Linked DNA regions of Sus scrofa: region 2 is linked to region 1. A link is a contact called in public HiChIP or PLAC-seq data. All regions are on one chromosome and are shown on one strand. Each heading gives the region's core, a stretch centred on a gene start, on an enhancer-like site or on the middle of the called end of the contact. The rest is flanking DNA. Distances are from core to core; before and after follow the strand shown.

Evidence for each region. HiChIP or PLAC-seq counts read pairs in DNA pulled down with a chosen protein or histone mark.
Region 2: an H3K27ac HiChIP or PLAC-seq map of alveolar macrophages shows a contact between it and region 1. The contact joins the promoter of RAB1A here to the promoter of ACTR2 in region 1. A contact is called at or near these places in 4 of 47 Hi-C or Micro-C datasets (adipocytes, blood and heart right ventricle) and 2 of 2 datasets of contacts at active chromatin or transcription factors (alveolar macrophages and skeletal muscle).

The regions. Positions count from the first base shown.
Region 1 is chr3:76,726,533-76,731,538 of Sscrofa11.1, reverse strand. It overlaps ACTR2 (ARP2 actin related protein 2 homolog), which reads left to right and starts at 2,442. Exons shown (of 9, transcript NM_001134354.1): 1 at 2,442-2,489. The coding sequence starts at 2,442.
Region 2 is chr3:76,835,284-76,839,982 of Sscrofa11.1, reverse strand. RAB1A (RAB1A, member RAS oncogene family) reads right to left here and starts at 2,310. Exons shown (of 6, transcript NM_001031787.1): 1 at 2,288-2,310. The coding sequence starts at 2,310.

The sequences.
Region 1 (5,006 bases), core at 1,193-3,692:
GAAGGCTAGAAATGACGCCCTCCAATGACCAAAAAAAATTTAAGAACCTAAAAATGTGAGGTCATGGGGAGGGGGTGTGGAGGGAGTGGGATGGACTGGGAGCTTGGGGTTAATAGATACAAACTATTGCATTTGAAGTAGATAAGCACTGAGATTCTGCTGTATAGCACAGAGAACTATATCTAGTCACTTATGAAGAAACAGATGGAGGATAATGTGAGAAAAAGAATGTATATATATGTGTGTGTGTGTGACTGGGTCACTGCTTTATGATAGAAAATTAACAGAGCGCTGTAAACGAACTACAAAGGAAAAAACAAAAATCATTTTAAAAAACACAAAAAGTAGTCTAACAAATCAAAAAAATAAGATAAAATGTGAGATCACATTATTTGGAGGAAAGTGAAATGATCAGGATGAGTCTGCTGTAGAAGGCAGGAGCCAGTCACCAAGAGCATTATATTTGAATGCAGATAACGCAGAGTTTTGTGTAACAAGGAGTCCATTTGTGTAGCAAATTTGTTGCTATCGTCTATCATCCATGTATCCTGATTTTATAATCAGAAGGGTACAACAAATATTACTTCTTAAAAAGTAAAAGTTAGGAATCCATTTAATTTCATAAAGAGGAAAAGTAAAAGGAGCTAGAAATGTCCTGGGTACAATTTGCTGAGACCAATTAAATATACTTCCAGGTGTTCCTGTCATGGCACAGCAGAAATGAATCTGACTAGTATCCCTGAGGATGTGGGTTCCATCCCTGGCTTCGTTCAGTGGGTCAGGGATCCACTGCTGCTGTATGCTGTGGTATAGGTTGCAGATGTGGCTTGGATCTGACCCCTAGCCTGGGAATCTCCATATGCCTCGGGTGTGGCCCTAAAAAGGAAAAACAAACAAACAAACAAAACACTTCCAGAAAAACTGCACAGTGCTAGGCCCAAAGAAGTAAAATGTATAACTTACGAAGGAATGCACTGTTCAGCACTCTCCAGTACCTCCAAGACTACTGAAACAGAAGCAGTGACACATATTCCCCTCCTACCCATCTTAACTTCTCAAACTTCCAACAACTGTGATAGCTTTATTCTGATCTATTTTTATATGTTGGGTTTCCATATAAGATTAAATTTGAATGAAACATTCTATGCCTTTGTAAGTTTTGAAAACCACTAGCTAATAAAAGAACAAAGTGAAACTGAAAGGCAGTCTAGTAGTATAATACTGAACTGGGGATTCATGATCCAAGTTTTAGTCTTATTATATCTTTACAGGGAGGAAAGGCACAATTCTAGTCCTCACCTCTCAAAAATGATGACTTTTTTCTAGATGAATTGTAATGTCGTTTGTCCAATAAATACATTCTTGGAAAAATAACAGCAAAGAGTAAAGAACATCTCAAAGATTATCTGTAAAGTCTTCAAAGATGTGACTACTGAGTTTGAGAGCATGAGAAGTCCTCTGATGGATTAAAAAGAAATAAGTAGGGACACTACAGAGAGAACTTCACGTTTAAGAGTGTAGAACACGCTTACTCTCTGCTCAGAATTTTATCTCCACAACTGATGGAAGTAAATGTTATTATCCCCATGCATTTACAAGGCTATGCCCAGATCACATAATTCTTGAGTGGCAGGGCCATATTTGAAAATGGGATTGTCTGATGTCAAAACAGAAACTCTGGGTTCAAAGACGTACAGACACAGAAGAGGTACGAAGCAACATGGTGCTGTTGGGAGGGAAGTGGTGATCGATGAGGCTCACTTTCGCTCATTTTACTAAAGGCGAATCGAGCAAATATGAGTTGAGTTGGAATTGGCATAAATGCATGATTTCACGTGTGTATACCCACCCCGGCTCTGTCCACTGAAAAGGTCTAGAAAGCAATGACACACCAAGCCTTGTTCAAAGGTGGGTTAGCAAAAATGTCTAGGTTTACTCCCGCCTCCCGCCCTCCTGGCAAGCTTCTCTATCACAACCCGCTGCCGTCCCTCGACGGACCCGGTGTCCTTCGTCTGCCTGCTCCTTCTGCAGCCGGGTAAGCGGCGCCCTTAACTCATGCGAAGCCTGGGGGTACCATTACGGCCCCGGGAGGCGCCGGTAACAAGACGAGGACAGGAAGAACCTGGTCGGGCGGCGACCGTGAAGGTGGAGCTGGAGCCAGAGGAGGAGCCGGCGACGTGGGCGGGGCCTCGGGCTTCTTTGTTTCTTATTGGAGCTCGCCATTGCCAGTATCTGCCTCCTCCCTCCCATCCCCACCTCTTCCGCACAGGCAGTCTGTTAGGTGGCGGGCGGGGCCGGGCGGCCACTTCCGGTTGGGGGAAGAAAGTTGGGACGAAGGAGGGGCCGGGAAGAGGGCGGAGGAGGAAGAGGAACCCGGCGGACGGAGGCGGCTGTAGGTTGTTCAGCGGCGGCGGCGGCTTAGGCGCTCTTTCCGGTGGACGATGGACAGCCAGGGCAGGAAGGTGGTGGTGTGTGACAACGGCACTGGGGTAAGCGCTCGGCGGGGAGGGTACGGCGGCCACAGGCCCAGGCGGGGATGTGCTGGCGGCTCGCGGGCCCTTGGCGCCGGGGGCGGCACCTTTGGGCCCCCGGCAGCCGGAGCCCAGGGGCGCGGGACAGCACTTCCTGCCTCCGCGGTGTGGGGCGCGAGCGGGCGGGGCCCTTTGGGTCCCCGAGCCCACCACTCCAGCATCTCGGGGTCGAGACGGCTGGCCAGGCTGGCGGGGGATGGATGGGGTTCCCACCTGCCGCCCCACCGGGGTCGGCTCTGCGCTTGAGCCGCGGCGATTTGGCTGAAGGGCCGGAGGGGGTAAAAGGCTGGGTTTGTGTGCTGCAGAAGGGCTCCTGTCCCCAGGGTCGCCGGTATGTAAAAAGGAGAACGACCAAGAGGCCTTCCTCTTCCTGTGTAGTTGAAGATACGGAACGGGAGGCAGGAAACGAGTTTAAAGAAAAAAGGGAAGTGCTGTCATGCAATGAACCCTAGTCCTTTGGTAGTGTTTGAAGCTTTTGGGTTTTTGGATTTTGATTTCTGAGGGTAGGGGAAGCCAGTTCGGCAGCGAATCATTTACTTTTTGTTCTGCATGCTGGAAATTTGGCCCAGGTGCAGCATCGCAGAGACCAGCATGTTTCAGTGGATGATCTTAAACCCCTGAAGTCCCGAGTATTAATTCCACTAACCTTAGGGGAAGTTAATCAGTTTGGGTACCCCTCCTCCTCTCTTTCCTTACTTGAAGGATGAGATAATGTTAGTATTTAAGATTCTAAAAGGAAAATCATTGTAAAAATCTGAGAGGAACACTGACAAGTAATTTGAAAGTTGTCTCATTCAATCGCCCTCTTCCTTATTTAAAAAATTGTATTTGGGCAGCAAAACTAGCAAATTAGAAGACAAAAATGTCACTTATTTTAGATGAGTTCTGTAGTGATCACTACATTACAAAAATTTCTAATCATTTTGGAGTTGCAATGTTTTGTGACTCTTATCCCCTTCCTTCGATAAATGTAACATTGTGAGTTAAAATCGATTTTATTTCAACTTTAAAGCAGTTTGGAAACTGGATTGTTGAGGGGAAAGAAGAGCTGATATTCACTTCAGTAATACTGACCTTGATTGAATTTGTTACAGTCTTTTACAAGCAATAATTATACCAACTTTATCTGAACTGAGTTAAAAAACAGATAAGAGAGACTTCCCGTCCTGGCCCAGAAGTAACAAACCTGACTAGTATCTATGAGGATGTGGGTTTGATCCTTGGCCTTGCTCAGTGGGTTATGGATCCCGTGTTGCCATGAGCTGCAGAGTAGGTCGTACACTCGCCTTGGATCCAGCATTGCTGTGGTGTAGAGGGGCAGCCAGAACTCTTAATTCAACCCCTAACCTGGGAGCTTCCATATGCTGCAGGGGCAGCCCTTAAAAAAAAAAAAAAAAAATTTACCACAATTCCATTTATGTGCTCTTTATTAAAATATTTATGTGTCCACAAATGTGTATGTGTATGTGAAATTTTGAAGGGATTCATAAGAAATGTATGTTCATAGCAGTTACCTGTGGAGACTAGGAATGAGAGTGAGGTAAGGTGGGAAGGACTTCATGACTTCTGAATTATTGGAAAAATGTTCTTGGTGGTTGTTTTTTTTTTTTTTTTGTCTTTTTTTTGGTTTGCCATTTTAAGGGCCACTCCCCGAGGCACATGGAGGTTCTCAGGCTAAGGATTTAATCGGAGCTGTAGCCGCTGGCCTACGCCAGAGCCACTGCAAGGCGGGATCCGAGCCGCGTCTGCTTCCTGCACCACAGCTCACGGCAACACTGGATCCCCAGCCCACTGAGCAAGGCCAGGGATTGAACCCGAAACCTCATGGTTCACAGTTGGATTCGCCAACCACTGAGTCACGACGGGAACTCCTGTCCTTGTTTTTTTTAACAAAACATATATTGCTACCTTTAAATGAAATTAACTAGAAGCAGGTATTACTTTTACAGTTCAAATTCAGTTAAAGGTGCAATATTTAAAAAATATTAGCCTGGTGCCCATTGTAGTCTCAGATTGACCTCTAAATAAATGTAAATTGGGACTTCCCTGGTGGCACAGTGGGTTAAGGATCCTGCATTGTCACTGCTGTGGTTTGGGTCATGGCTTTGGCAAGGTTTCAGTCCCTGGCCTGGGAACTTCGACATGTAGCATATGTGGCAATAAGTAAATAAATGTAAATCTTCAAAAACTGAGTTTAAAATATTTTGTCTTGTTAATATGTCAGCTTTTCTCTTTAGAAATTGAACATGGAGGAGTTCCCGTCGTGGCGCAGTGGTTAACGAACCCGACTAGGAACCATGACGTTGCGGGTTCGGTCCCTGCCCTTGCTCAGTGGGTTAACGATCCGGCGTTGCCTTGAGCTGTGGTGTAGGTTGCAGACACGGCTCGGATCCCGTGTTGCTGTGGCTCTGGCGTAGGCCGGTGGCTACAGTTCCGATTTGACTCCTAGCCTGAGAACCTCCATATGCCGAGGGA
Region 2 (4,699 bases), core at 1,061-3,560, 110 kb before region 1:
GGTTTTCCCAAACTCTTAAGTGATTTTACTAGAAACTGTCTAGAATATAAATACAGTAGCCCACGTACTGGCATCCTCAATGCCATAAAAATATAAAAATTTCTGGGTTTGATTCTGTTGCGGCCATTAATCTAGAGTCCTCTAAAGAAAGAATGGTTTAGCACCGTATTTACTTAAGAATAACTATTCTTGCTATTTAACCATCGTTCTTTCTTCTTCCCCCTTGAACAATCCTCCTTATTCCCTCCTGCTTCTCCAAATCTATTGCTAATAATTCCTTTACTGGTTTGTTTTCTATAAAGTCTTCCTGAACCCTACTAGCCAAACATAACCCTACACTATTCTTTAAAATCTTGTTGTTCCAACCCATGCCACACATCTGGAACTTGCCATTTCTTCTGGTATTTAACATATATAAAATCTATCTTTTATATTCCATTATAAATTCCTTGAGGATAAGGATTACATTCCTAAATACTGGCACCACGGGAATGCCTTACATGATAATGATGTATATCACCCAGAGTGCTGTTACAATTTACCAAATTCTTTTACACATACTTGAGCCTCACAGCTACCCTGATAGAAATAATCACTATTGTCCTATTTTACAAAAGGGGAAACAGAATGATTCACAGTCTAAATCATTTGTCAGGGTTCTGTTCAGTTAATCCTCAAAACCTATTTACAGTACTAAACATAAGTAGCAAATACAAGAAACTTCCTGAATAGAAGACGAACTTCCATAAAATGGAAAATCCATGTACTTTATTGTTGCCAGGAAAACTAGTTAGGAACCTCAAGTTCAACTCTGCCCAACTATGCAAAACCAACTTTCTCCTTGGAGCCCTTAATAGGAAAGTGCCGACAGAGCAAATATGACACTATCAGAACACTATCCTCAACGTCTTAAAGTATACAAAGTTTTAATAAATTACTATGGCTTCTGTTTAGTACAAAAAAAGGGATATTTCAGCATCAAACCACAGTATTACAAAACTTGAAGTCAGAATGCATTTTGCAAGAGCCATGTGACACACACATGACAGTCAGCTAAACTGATGGGTGGACCTTTTTAGGGGAAAAGTTTAGCAGTAATTGACCGAAGAAGAAAATAAACTCAACATTTAGGACAAATACTGGGTTTTGCTTTAAAATAATTCTCCCCTCCCCCAAAGCCCTCTGACACTGAAGAGGAATAACAAATCTCCCCCAATTATTCATTAATGTACATATGCAAAATGTAGAAGGTTTTTTTTTTAGGGCCATTAATGAGAGCCCAATAAAGTCTTCCCAAGGAAAGTGAACACACCAGTTCCCAGAAAAGGTGCCAGGTGTGTCACATCTGCTGTGGCGACTTTTTGAGTAAGCAAGAAAAAGAAATGCATTAACTTTTCATGACATGTCATGGAACCTCATTCCCTATTTGCAAGCATTCAAGTAGGTAATCCAAAACCTACAGATCATAGGGCCCATTCGTTTCCCTTTCAACTTGGCAGAAAATTAAAATTCCCTTTAATTTGGTACCAACCAAAGATATCCCTAGGTTTTAGTGCTCCTGTTCTGTTTTTCTCTTGACCTATACAAGACAAAATGACTTCAGTGTCCTCTAAAAAAATTTCTCACAAATGCCAGGTTTTTAGGAAGGCAATGACCCGAGGAGTTGGTAAAGAACTCCAAGAAATAACTAAAAAAGAACTAAAAATTTTATATCGATTTTCACCATCTACTCATTCCCCTCAATCCCACGCAGTCCTGAAAAGCATCCATATTACCTGCAACCTGACGGGGAAGGTAGAAGTGAGAGCCAACAAGCTCAAGATTTACAAGTAAAGCTGGTTTCCACCCCGACGGTTCTGACAGCTCCGCAGGATGCGGGCGCAGGGTCTGACAGTGCCCTCTAGGAGAGTTCTCCCACCCATCTCCTCCCCTCAAAAACAAGTCCTCCTTCACAAACCACTGCTTCCAAAAGAAGCTACCCCTTCCCAACCCACCACCAACTCCCCAACGCCCCAACCCCCTTAACAGACTGTTCCTCCGCACCGACCTGGCACTCAGGCCCTCCAACCAGACTGGGTCCAGGCCAGGGCCGCTTACCCCTCCGGCCCGACCCCTCCCCCCGACCGCCCCTCCTCCGTCAAACAATGGGGCCCGACTCCCCGCCGCTAACCTGTCCTGCCCCATCACCTTCCCCTCATCCTGGCCAAGGCCCTCACTCTCCTCGCCCCCCCTAAGCTTTCCCGAGCTGGCCCACGGACACAGCCAACCGGTGCTCTCCTGCACTCACTATTCGGGATTCATGCTGGACATGTCACTGCAGCTGCTGCCGCCGCCGCCACCACCGCCGCCCTTGCTGCTGCAGCCGCCGCCCTGACTCTCCGCGCCACGGGTAGTCGAAGGAGAGGAATGAGATAGGCTGTTCCGGGAGAGCAAACGTCTTCCCCCCACTCCGTCCCCTTAGAACACAATCAGCAGCAGCCACCACTCAGCTGTCGCTTCCACCCAAAATGGCCGCCGGCGAACCAGGAAATAGGAAAGCCTTAGACCGAGGGGCCTTTACACAGCCCAAAGGGCGGCCGCACCGCGTGGCATGCCGGGAAAGAGAGTTGCAAGCTCGGCAGCAGGCGCTGGGGAACGACAATGCGGTGTCGCGATCCGGACTCAGCTTCCCGCCAAGCCCCGCGCCTCTGGGGCATGCGTATTTGAGGGGTTGTCGCCCGCCCCATGCCCCCCTATCTTACTCCCCCCGCTCCGCCCCTCCCTTCTCCCCTCCCCGCTGACTCGCTGGCTAGGACTTCGCTCGGACTCCCCCTAGCGGATTGGCTAAGGCCAAGAGGCCCTGGTGATGTCATCAGTGAGACGTGGCAGCCGGGCGAGTCAGCGCCCCACGGGGGAGGGGGAGGGGAGGGACAGAGGGCGGTGCCGGCCGCTGGCGGAAGAGGGGGGTGGGGAACAGGGCACCCGGAGGGTGGGGAGAGAGGTTGCACAGAATCCAAGGGGTAGCTCGAGTGCCGAGGCGCAGGGAAGGGGACAGTGGGGTTTTGAAGGACGCACCTGGCCGGTGCTACTTCCTGTGCGCCTTATGCTGGCCTGACCAGCTTGAGCCTTGAGCTTCCCTGCTGGTCCCAGGGCGTCCGCTCTAAGCATGGAAGAAGAGTCGAGGGGCCTCCACGGAAAACTTTGGGTCTCTGGAAAACACGAAGCCGTACTTTAAGTTCTCTTCCTCTCTCATGCAGCTCCACTGGGTCTGGTCATCGTCCAGTGTTGGCTACAGGCACTACCATTTTCTTACCATTCTCTTTCCAGCCCTACTCTGATCACCTCAGCCTGGATATTGCAGCACACTTGGCCGAGTGGACTATCTGCCTCTGTCTCTTCTCTGCCCTGGGCCGTTTTGCACCTATAACCAGATTTCACTTGCTGAAGTAACGTTTCCATCATTACCCACACGCCTCTCAGTGCCCCCACATTGTGTGGACCGGACACAACCTGGAGCCAGACAAAAATTCGTGATCTTTCTGCCCTGGCTCCAGCCTTTGGATTGAATTGTACTTGTTTTTAGTTATTTCATTCTGAGCCATTCTACAAGATTGGAAATTAATAACCGATAGTGCAGATCATCACTATATAATGCCTGGAAACTCCAGGAATAATAGTAACAAATTTTTTAAAAACCTTATGGTCTTAACAGCTCTCTTTAATTAGCTCAGGGATTCAAAACTCCACTAAACTTTAACACATTATCTCGGGTTACTTAATTACAAAGGGCATAGTATAATACATTGTCCAAAGTTTATCTTCCAACTTGTCCTAAGAACCAAGAAAATTATCTCCAAAGATTGATTGCAAAATTCCCATGACACCAAAATATGGAAAGAAGACAGTTCTTTTTTCTACCCACTTACTAACTATATGCCTTAAGGGACAAATTCCAGCATGTGCCTTAGTTGACAACCTCATCAAATAGTACACTAGAATTCCTGCTCATCATGTTGGCTTCCGAAATGAACATGGTCACCATTTCAAGAGAAGTACCCTGAGCAGATCAATGACAGACATCAAAAAGCGCATTATCCTGGACTCTTGTTCCTTTCTGCTTATTGTGATTTCACCGAAGGAAAAACTCAGAAAATCTGTGAAGAGTTCATCCTGAGCCAAAGATAAAAATTTTCACCTGTTCCTCTCCTTGGAAGTATATATACCCCTATAGTTCCTTTAGTTATTTATTTCCTTTCCCAACAAATAACTAGTAACTTTTAACCTAAGTAATGGAGTAACTGTAAGAATTGAATACAACATTATAGGAGTTCCCTGCCGGCTCTGGTCACTGTTGTGGCTGGGGCTTGATCCCTGGCCTGGAAACTTCAGAATGCCATGGGCGCGCGCGCGGGGGGGGGAAGACAACAAAAAAAGCAGCCAAATAAAACGTATAGTACAATGAATTTGGGGGCACTTTGTAAATGGTAATTACCTTTCTCCTTGAAAGTCTCCAGTGGACCTACTGTATACTAAAGACAGAATGTCTCATATCGTGGTTGTGGGATTGTAATATGCAAGCAGGGAGTATTAGATGGTTTTTTAACTTGGGAGTGGTGGGTGGTTTTTTTGCCACCTCTACTTCACCATATATGCCATTTACATTCAGACTTCCTTCCCCAAAAAAGTGACAGTTTAAGACTTCCTTCCCCCCAAAAAAGTA